Linked DNA regions of Gossypium hirsutum: region 1 is linked to region 2. The links are chromatin contacts, called in public Hi-C maps. All regions are on one chromosome and are shown on one strand. The core of a region is the stretch at or near the end of the contact, and the rest is flanking DNA. Distances in the headings are between cores, read along the strand shown. Region 1 holds the start of LOC107895279 (WD repeat-containing protein 44). Region 2 holds the start of LOC107895284 (uridine 5'-monophosphate synthase).

What was found. Hi-C and Micro-C count contacts between places; a contact is called where the count stands out from the background.
Region 1: a contact with region 2 is called in a Hi-C map of leaf, with 2.2 times the contacts expected there. The contact joins the promoter of LOC107895279 here to the promoter of LOC107895284 in region 2. A contact is called at or near these places in 6 of 34 Hi-C or Micro-C datasets (anther, hypocotyl, leaf and 2 more).

What each region holds. Positions count from the first base shown.
Region 1 is chrA13:96,525,241-96,529,225 of Gossypium_hirsutum_v2.1, forward strand. LOC107895279 (WD repeat-containing protein 44) reads left to right here and starts at 2,656. Exons shown (of 7, transcript XM_016820572.2): 1 at 2,656-3,985. The coding sequence starts at 2,976.
Region 2 is chrA13:96,250,896-96,255,431 of Gossypium_hirsutum_v2.1, forward strand. It overlaps LOC107895284 (uridine 5'-monophosphate synthase), which reads left to right and starts at 1,394. Exons shown (of 6, transcript XM_016820579.2): 1 at 1,394-3,227; 2 at 3,614-3,697; 3 at 3,959-4,041; 4 at 4,132-4,219; 5 at 4,305-4,536. The coding sequence starts at 2,283.

The sequences.
Region 1 (3,985 bases), core at 1,406-3,905, 280 kb after region 2:
AGTAATATCATATCTAAAATTTAAATTTTATTCTTCTATTAGAATGTAATGTTCCTCACTACTACACTTAATATTTATTGATTGTGCATATCTAAAATAAAATATAATAAATTATATATATCTCTTGAAAATAATGTTTAAAAGAAAAAAGTTATCACGACAAGCATAGATAATGACATTTCATACTTCTTTAGTGTTTGTATCCCATCAATCTATCATAAACTTCCACCTAATTTCTTCATCTTAGCCTACCATAAAAGAGAAGAATTTTTTTTTTTAAAAATATTAGATATAATATGATTAGACTATAGAATAATTAAAATATGTCATTGTATATGATAAAAATATATACATATCTTGAAATATTTTAAATAGAATTTTAATACTATAAAGATGATATGGTAGCAGAATTAAAAGAGATGGCGAGGCAAAGTAAATAAAATGGTCCCAAAAGAGGGTACAAGATGTCACATTCACTGAACAGTAGTGGGCTGGAAAACATGTGTGAGGATTAAAGACGAACAGTTGGCAGGCATATTAGATTTAGGTGTTCTCTTTCTGCCAAAAACCGCATTATATTATTGGGCTTTCAATGCCTCAACTCTAAGCCCATCCCTTCTCTTTCCAACCATGTCCATGCCCTTAATATACAACCATTTATCTATTAATTTTTACTTTCTTAAATTTATTTATGAAAGACAAGGTCCAAGAGCCATAAAATCAACTTAAAAACAAAGTCTAAAACCTAAAACCCAAAATTAATATGACAAAGTTAAAACTTAATTATCATGAACAAATTTGACTGAATTATAGTAAACTCAACTTTCCACCTTAACATACTACAATTTAAATTAATTTCATCATACATCCTCAAAACATTTCTCGAATTCTAAATTGATTTATAAACTTTAATATTGTATTAGTCGAGTCTTTTCATTAACCCAATTCTCTATTTAGACATTAAATATATCAATTCAAATCTAACATGAAATATTTACTTTAAAACACATTTATTAATTTCTAAACATTTTGTGTACTTGCCACGTACATAACTTGAATTAGAACATCATTAAATTTTAGGAACATAGTTAAAAGGATGATTGAAGCTATTAACCCACAAACAAATAATAATATAATTAGGTAATTAGTAAATGGAGTAGGTTGTTTAAAATTTTTAATTCCAACTAAATTAAATTCTAAAATATCACATCTTAAATTTAATTCAAATTAGAATCGAATATTTCAAAACCCCAACAAATAACTTTTTTATTTTTCACTTTTGTATTCACCAAATCAGCACGCTATTAATTACTCTTATTTTTCTCTATAATGAATTTTTTTTCCTTATTATATTCTATTATTTCATTTTAAATTGTGTTCAAAATAGGATGCTTTGGTTTGTTTGCTTTTCAATCAAACTTGCTTTTGATAGAAACATTAATTCAATATTTATTTACATTATTTTATTTATTTTGAAAGAAAAATTATTATTTTTAATTATATAAATGAAAACGGAGGTAAGAGATATTTATTTATTTTTTATACTTTTCATATTTATTTTATTATTTATATTTAGGGTTTGTTATTTTTTTATAATACCGTTTTTATAGTTTAAATTCCGTTTTTTCTTCTCACATTTATTGATGAATTAGAGATATTTATTATTTTGTAATTGAATGAGTTACAATTTGAATTTAGTTTCATAATGAACGAAGACATAAAAATAAATAAATGATCAAAAAACAACTTTTTGGAGTTTTAAAAATAAGTTTTTTTATATAAAAAAGATAAATTTTAAAATTATAGATAAATTTTGATTTAATGTGCAATTATATAAACTTTAATATGATAGGAATTATAATTCTAAATTTGGTTCAAATATATACTTGAAACTTTAATTTTAATTTAATCATACACATTGAAAGAAATAAATATATCAATTTATTTTTATATTGGATAAGTATAATTATATATATATGCAATATATAAATATAAAATGAGGCTATATCAATAATTGTGTTAATATTTACCAGAATTGAATTAAATCAAAATTTTATGTATAAAATTGTATAAAATTAAAGTTCATGTAAATAATTGTACATTAAACTATATATAATTTTGATATTTATCCCTAAAAAAAATTGAATTATCTTCTAAGATAATTATAATGAAAGGTTATTGATTTATTTAAATTTAATGACAGTTACTAAAATAAAAATTTGAAAACTAAATTAATAAAAATGTAATTTAAATTTTCATTATTGATAAAAAAAATTCAAAATAGAATGCAGTGAATTTATCCAAATTCATTATATTCTACCACGACGATGGAAAAAATATATTTTAGATAAAAGGTTTTTAGGGGAAAAAAATTAAACTTAAAAAAATATTTTTCAATATAACATCTATTGTTATAATAATAAAAATAATTTTATCTATATAATTTTTAAATTTCACTAATAAATGCTTTTAATCAAATTATAAATAATATTTTATTTTATATTCTATTTGCGTAAATTTATAAAAATATGGAATTAATCGAAAAAAAAGAAATTGCAAAATAGATTAGACGATTAAATTAAAATAAAAAATGGTAATTATTGGCTAATGAAGAATAATTTAATTGGAAAGCAATGGGGGTGGGGGGGTTAGATCCTCCGGTCCACCTTTCACCTTTCAGCTTTCAATTACCCAAACCCCAAAAACCAAAAAACCAACAAAAACTCAAATCAGTCTCCCCTTCATTTCTATTCTCCCACAAAAACCCAACCTTTGCTTTGCTTCCCTCTTTTCCCCCAAACCCATCTCTCCTTTTTCCCTCCTTCCTTTGCCTTTGGATCTGATTTTCTCTCTCTTTTTCTTTCCCTCCAAAAACTGTTTTCCCTTGCATTCCTTTGATCCAACCTAAACCCAGAGTTGTTTTTTTCTAATGATTGTATGTTTGAAATTGAAATGGGAATGCTCATAAAGAAAGCATGAGCAAGAACCCAATTCGTAGCAACTGCAGCAAATTAAACGACCACGATTGGACTCAAGTAGTTGAAGTAAACCAAGAAGCAGAAGAAGAGTACTTCTACCATTCCCTTGACCGCATTGCTTCTTCTAATTCTTGTTCTTGTTCCAACTCTGCTTCTCCTTCTTCTGACTCGGATTCTGACCCAATTGCCCCTTCTAATAATGCCCACCACCCATTTCCCGTCCCTAAATTCCCCAAGGTTGTTTCCCAGTTCGACATCTGGATCTCTGAACCCTCCTCCGTTTCGGAAAGACGAACCCGTCTGCTCCGCGACATGGGGCTGAGCCGCCACCCGGGTCTTTCCCGGATAAGACCCGGGTCAGAAACGGAGGTCGGCGACGGACGGGAAATGGGTAGTGGTGGTGGTGGAGGTGAGTTGGGAAGAAGATCAGTTTCATCGAATAGGTTGGTAAAAGAAGAGTTGGAAGATCAAGATCGTGGAAGAGAAAAGGAATCCAGTTCTTCTGGAATTGTACGATCGAAATCGGATGGTGATTGTAGTGCTGCTGCTGTTCCTTCTTCGCCTTTGTCTCTTCGTTCCAATTCATCTTCTTCCATTCTTTCTGTGGGTTTATGTACTGTAAATAATAATAATAACATCAGTGAATGTGATCAAAGTAATGCTGCGGCTGCTAACTTAAGACGCTGCGGAAGTAATGGATCTAAGCCACCCAAGGAGCGTATTAGCAAGAGTTTGAATGGGGAACTTAGCTTTAAATCATTTGGTGATGGGGAGGCTGTTGTGGTGGACGATGAGATGGATTGCAGTGAACAAGTGTGTACCATTAAGAACCTTGATAATGGGGAAGAGTTTGTGGTGAATGAGATTAGAGAAGATGGGATGTGGAACAAGTTGAAGGAAGTTGGGACAGGGAGACAGTTGACAATGGAGGAGTTCGAGGTTTGCGTTGGCCATTCTCCGATCGTTCAAGAGTTAATGAGAAGACAGAATGTAGAAGAGGGTAATAA
Region 2 (4,536 bases), core at 144-2,643:
CTTTGGAAGAATAAAAATTTATTCATATTCCAAGACTTGTCTTGGAATGCTTTTGAGATTTTTAAAGTTTCGTTAAGTTGGGCTCGAAAATTTTTGTTTGCACATAAGAATAGCCCACCTGGTATGCGTATTGGTATTCAAGGTCAATCATTTTTAGGTAACTTTGTTTATTTACATAGTAATGGTGCGATGAATGTAAGTACAAGGTCTGCCTTTTCTGGCGGTGTGTTGCAAAACCAATTTGGGGATTGGATTGTCAATTTTAGTCATGCTTTGGGTGACTGTTCAATTTTTTATTCTAAGTTATGGGGCATTTGGGATGGTTACCTCTTGTTATAAGAAATGGAGCATGATAGGGCTTTGGTTCAAACAAATTGTTTGGAGGTGATAAAAGCTATCCAAGAAGGTTACTCTGTGTCTTCAAATTCAACTTTGCTTTGGCGAATTCAACAGGTGATACAGAGCAGAAATCATTGAGTGATAAGGCATTTGCCTAGGAAGAGTAATCAAGTCGCTAGTCTTATAGCCAAAATGTCTTCTAATGAGAAAGTGGGTATACAAGTGGTTGAAGATAAGCTTAGGGAGTTAATTGACACTTTTGAGAAAGACAAGACTTTTGGTGCTTTTGTTCATTTTAGCTTAATATAGTTATCTCATTTTATTATTTTACAAAAGAAAAAAGTTATTACTTACACTAAGTAAGTCTAATACATTAACCCAACATACAAATTTTTAAAAATGTTACTTACATGTCTTTGTTACTAAATTAGGACTTGGTCCATTATTTTTCTATCCATTAAAATTTAATACATTGATGAACGCTAATTAAAAGCAATCATTTATTAAATGTAAAATTTAATTTATGAATGATAATTAAATATATATTAAATAATAATGAATACAAAAATATGAGAGTAGAGCCAAACATATGATTCATGTGTCTTACGTTTTGAACCTTTCTAAGTCAAAAAACAAATCAACTAATATTTCTTATTAAAATTACTATTTTGTTTAATTTTAATAAAAATACAAATATCAATATAAAATTTTTAAGATAAATTATATAAATAATCACTCAATTTTTATAAATTTTCATTTTAAGCACTTAAATTTCTTATCATTTTAGGCACTCTTTTTTTTTTCATTTTAATCGCTTAATATTTCTATTAACAAAAGTCTAAGTTGGCATTTTTATAATTAATAAATAAATTATAAAATTTCCACATAATATTTTAAATTCCATATTCTTCATCCTTATCATTTCAACCACCAATCCGTCACCACATTGACATAACCCATCACTAGTTAAATTGGAGGTGCTCATGGGCTGGGATTAATCGAGTTTAAGTTGAGCTCCTGTAAAGAATTTAGACTAATTTTTCAAGTTCGGGATTGATCCAACCCAAAAAATGAGCTTATTTTTTTGCTCAAGTCTAGTCCAATTTAAGAAAGGTAAATTCGGGCCGACTTGGCCCACCTATATTTTTTTTAGATTATTTTATTTAAAATATTTTTAAAAAATATAATACACTAAAAATGCTAAAATGAAACTTTTCTAACACATTAAAAATACATTAAAAAGTAGCTATATTAAAAAACACTACCATAAATATAAGAAATGTTTTATTATATTAAAAAACAAAAATAAATATAATAATATTTATTGTAATAAATATAATTTTTTAAAATTTATATTTTGGGTAATTTTTTTTTTTAGATTTTGGGTAATGGTTTAATTGTAATTGAGTTAATGATTTAATTATATAATTATTATTTAACATATATAATTAATATAGTATTTTTTAGAACATAATATATTTGGGACCGGTTAGTCTCGAGCAAAAATCTTGTCTAAAGCTCAGCCCATATAAAAAATAAATTTTAAATTTTACCCAAACTTATTTTTCGGATATCGCATGTTGTCCAAAACCTTTTATTGTTTTAGTAGACTTTCGAAATTGAGTGATCAGTTGTAAGCGGAACCACCATTTGCCTCAAATATCACCACCATTTCTCACCATACCTTCACATCATTACCACCTCTCCTATTATAAAAATTATTTGTTAATTATAAAAATGGCAGCTTGAACTTCTATTAACAGAAATATAATAGAGTGATTAAAATCAAAACAGATAGTGACAGAAGTGGCTAAAATGATGGGAAAAAGAAATTGGGTTTTCAAAATGGAGACTACTTAATGAATTTTTTGAAAAAAATATTCCACTTACTTTTTGGGTACATTGGAGTAATTTGAATTGGATTATAAATTTTAACAAAAATTATGATTTTTTTTTACGTAATCATCCGACTTAGCCCGACCCACACGAAGACGTATGTCAACTGGCTTTACTTTTTTATTAAGCATCAGAGCACTCTCCCTTTCCCACTACCACTTCTCCACTCACCTGCACCATCAGCACTACCAGTTGCCGCCGCAACAACAATGTCATCAGTAGAGTCTCTCATCCTCCAACTCCACGAAATCTCCGCCGTTAAATTCGGCAACTTCAGGCTAAAATCCGGCATCTCTTCCCCTATCTACATAGACCTCCGCCTAATCATCTCCTACCCTTCCCTCCTCCGCCAAATCTCCCAATCCCTCCTCTCTTCCCTCCCTCCCCAAACACCCTTTAACCTCATCTGTGGCGTTCCTTACACCGCCCTCCCGATCGCCACCTCCATCTCCCTCGACACCTCCATCTCCATGCTCATGCGCCGCAAAGAAGTGAAGGATTACGGTACCGCAAAGTCCATCGAAGGCGTTTACGAAAAGGGCCAAGTTTGTTTGATAGTTGAAGACCTCGTAACATCTGGAGCATCTGTTCTTGAAACCGCTGCGCCGTTACGGGCGTTGGGAATCAAGGTGACGGACGCCGTGGTGGTTATAGATAGAGAACAAGGCGGAAGGCAGACGTTGGAGGAGAATGGGATTAAGCTTCATGCTCTGTTTACTTTAACACAGATGGTTAAGGTTTTGAGAGCGAAAGGGAAGTTGGAGGCGGAGATGGAGACTTTGGTTATGAAGTTTTTGGAAGAGACCAAGAAAGTGGCGGTGCCAAAGGTTGAGAAAGCGAGGGTTAAGAGTTTGGGGTTTGAAGAAAGGGCTAAGTTAGCTAAGAATCCAACTGGGAAAAAGCTCTTTGAGGTTATGGTTAAGAAACACAGTAATCTTTGTTTGGCTGCTGATGTTGGGACTGCTGCTGAGTTGCTTGATATTGCTGAGAAGGTAAAATGGTTTTAGTTTATCAGCGAAGTTTTGAAGTATTCTAGGATGAGAATTTTCTTTTTTGTGTTTGAAAGTATGGAAAGTAAGTTTTCTTTTATGGAATTTATACTTTGGAAACTTAGGCAGTGTTACTTACAGCATCATATTTTGCCGTACTTTTATATCTTAACTATGTCTTTGTACATCAAATTCTTTTCTGTTGATATAATAATCATGGGATTTTGAGTTGTGACTAAGCTTTGATATATTGGGGTTAGAAACTATGTTAAGTTCGGTGTTAATGTTTAAACTTAGACTTGAGTCTTAAAAGGATGTCTGTTAAGTGGATTTTAGTTTGTATTAACTTGTTAGAAAATCGTTTGCTCCATATTTGAATTTCTATGCAGGTTGGACCAGAAATCTGTTTATTGAAGACTCATGTTGACATATTCCCCGATTTCACTCCAGATTTTGGCTCTAAACTTTGTCTGGTAAGTCTCATATGCTTATTGAATGTCTTGTGCTTATATTTCCCGAACTATGGCCATTCTTGAGAAATCGTTTTGATTTTCTATGAAAGTATAACTTTATCATCCTTGCATCTATTTTCGGTATTCAGGTTAAACCTAGTGATGAAGAAAGTTATTGATTTTCATTATAGATTATGTCAGATTGTGTGAACCAGTTGTTATTAATAGAGATGTTACTGCTAAGTTAAACTAACAGTGCTATTTTTGACATTTCAACTGAAGATTGCAGAAAGACATAACTTTATGATCTTCGAAGACCGTAAATTTGCCGATATTGGTAACACAGTGACAATGCAGTGTGAAGGGTAATATTCAGTTTTTGCAGCCTAAGTTTCCCTTTTCTGCTAGATGCCTTTGCTCTTGTCTTACTGCTTCTGGCATGTATGCTTTTGCAGCGGTATCTTTCGTATATTGGATTGGGCTGATATTGTTAATGCCCACGTAATCTCGGGTCCTGGAATTGTTGATGGTCTGAAGTTGAAGGTTGGTTATGATTGCCCAACAGTACTTTTTAGCTAGAATTAACATACAGAGTTAGAACTAATCTTTTCTTGGGGAAATTTTTTAGGGTTTGCCACGCGGTAGGGGCCTGTTGCTACTGGCAGAAATGAGCTCTGCTGGTAACCTTGCTAAGGGAGACTACACGGCTGCTGCAGTAAAAATTGCAGAAGAGCATTCTGATTTTGTCATTGGTTTTATCTCGGTCAATCCGGCATCATGGTCTGGGGCACCGGTAAATCCAGCGTTCATTCAGGCAACCCCTGGAGTCCAAATGGTAAAGGGTGGTGATGATCTTGGCC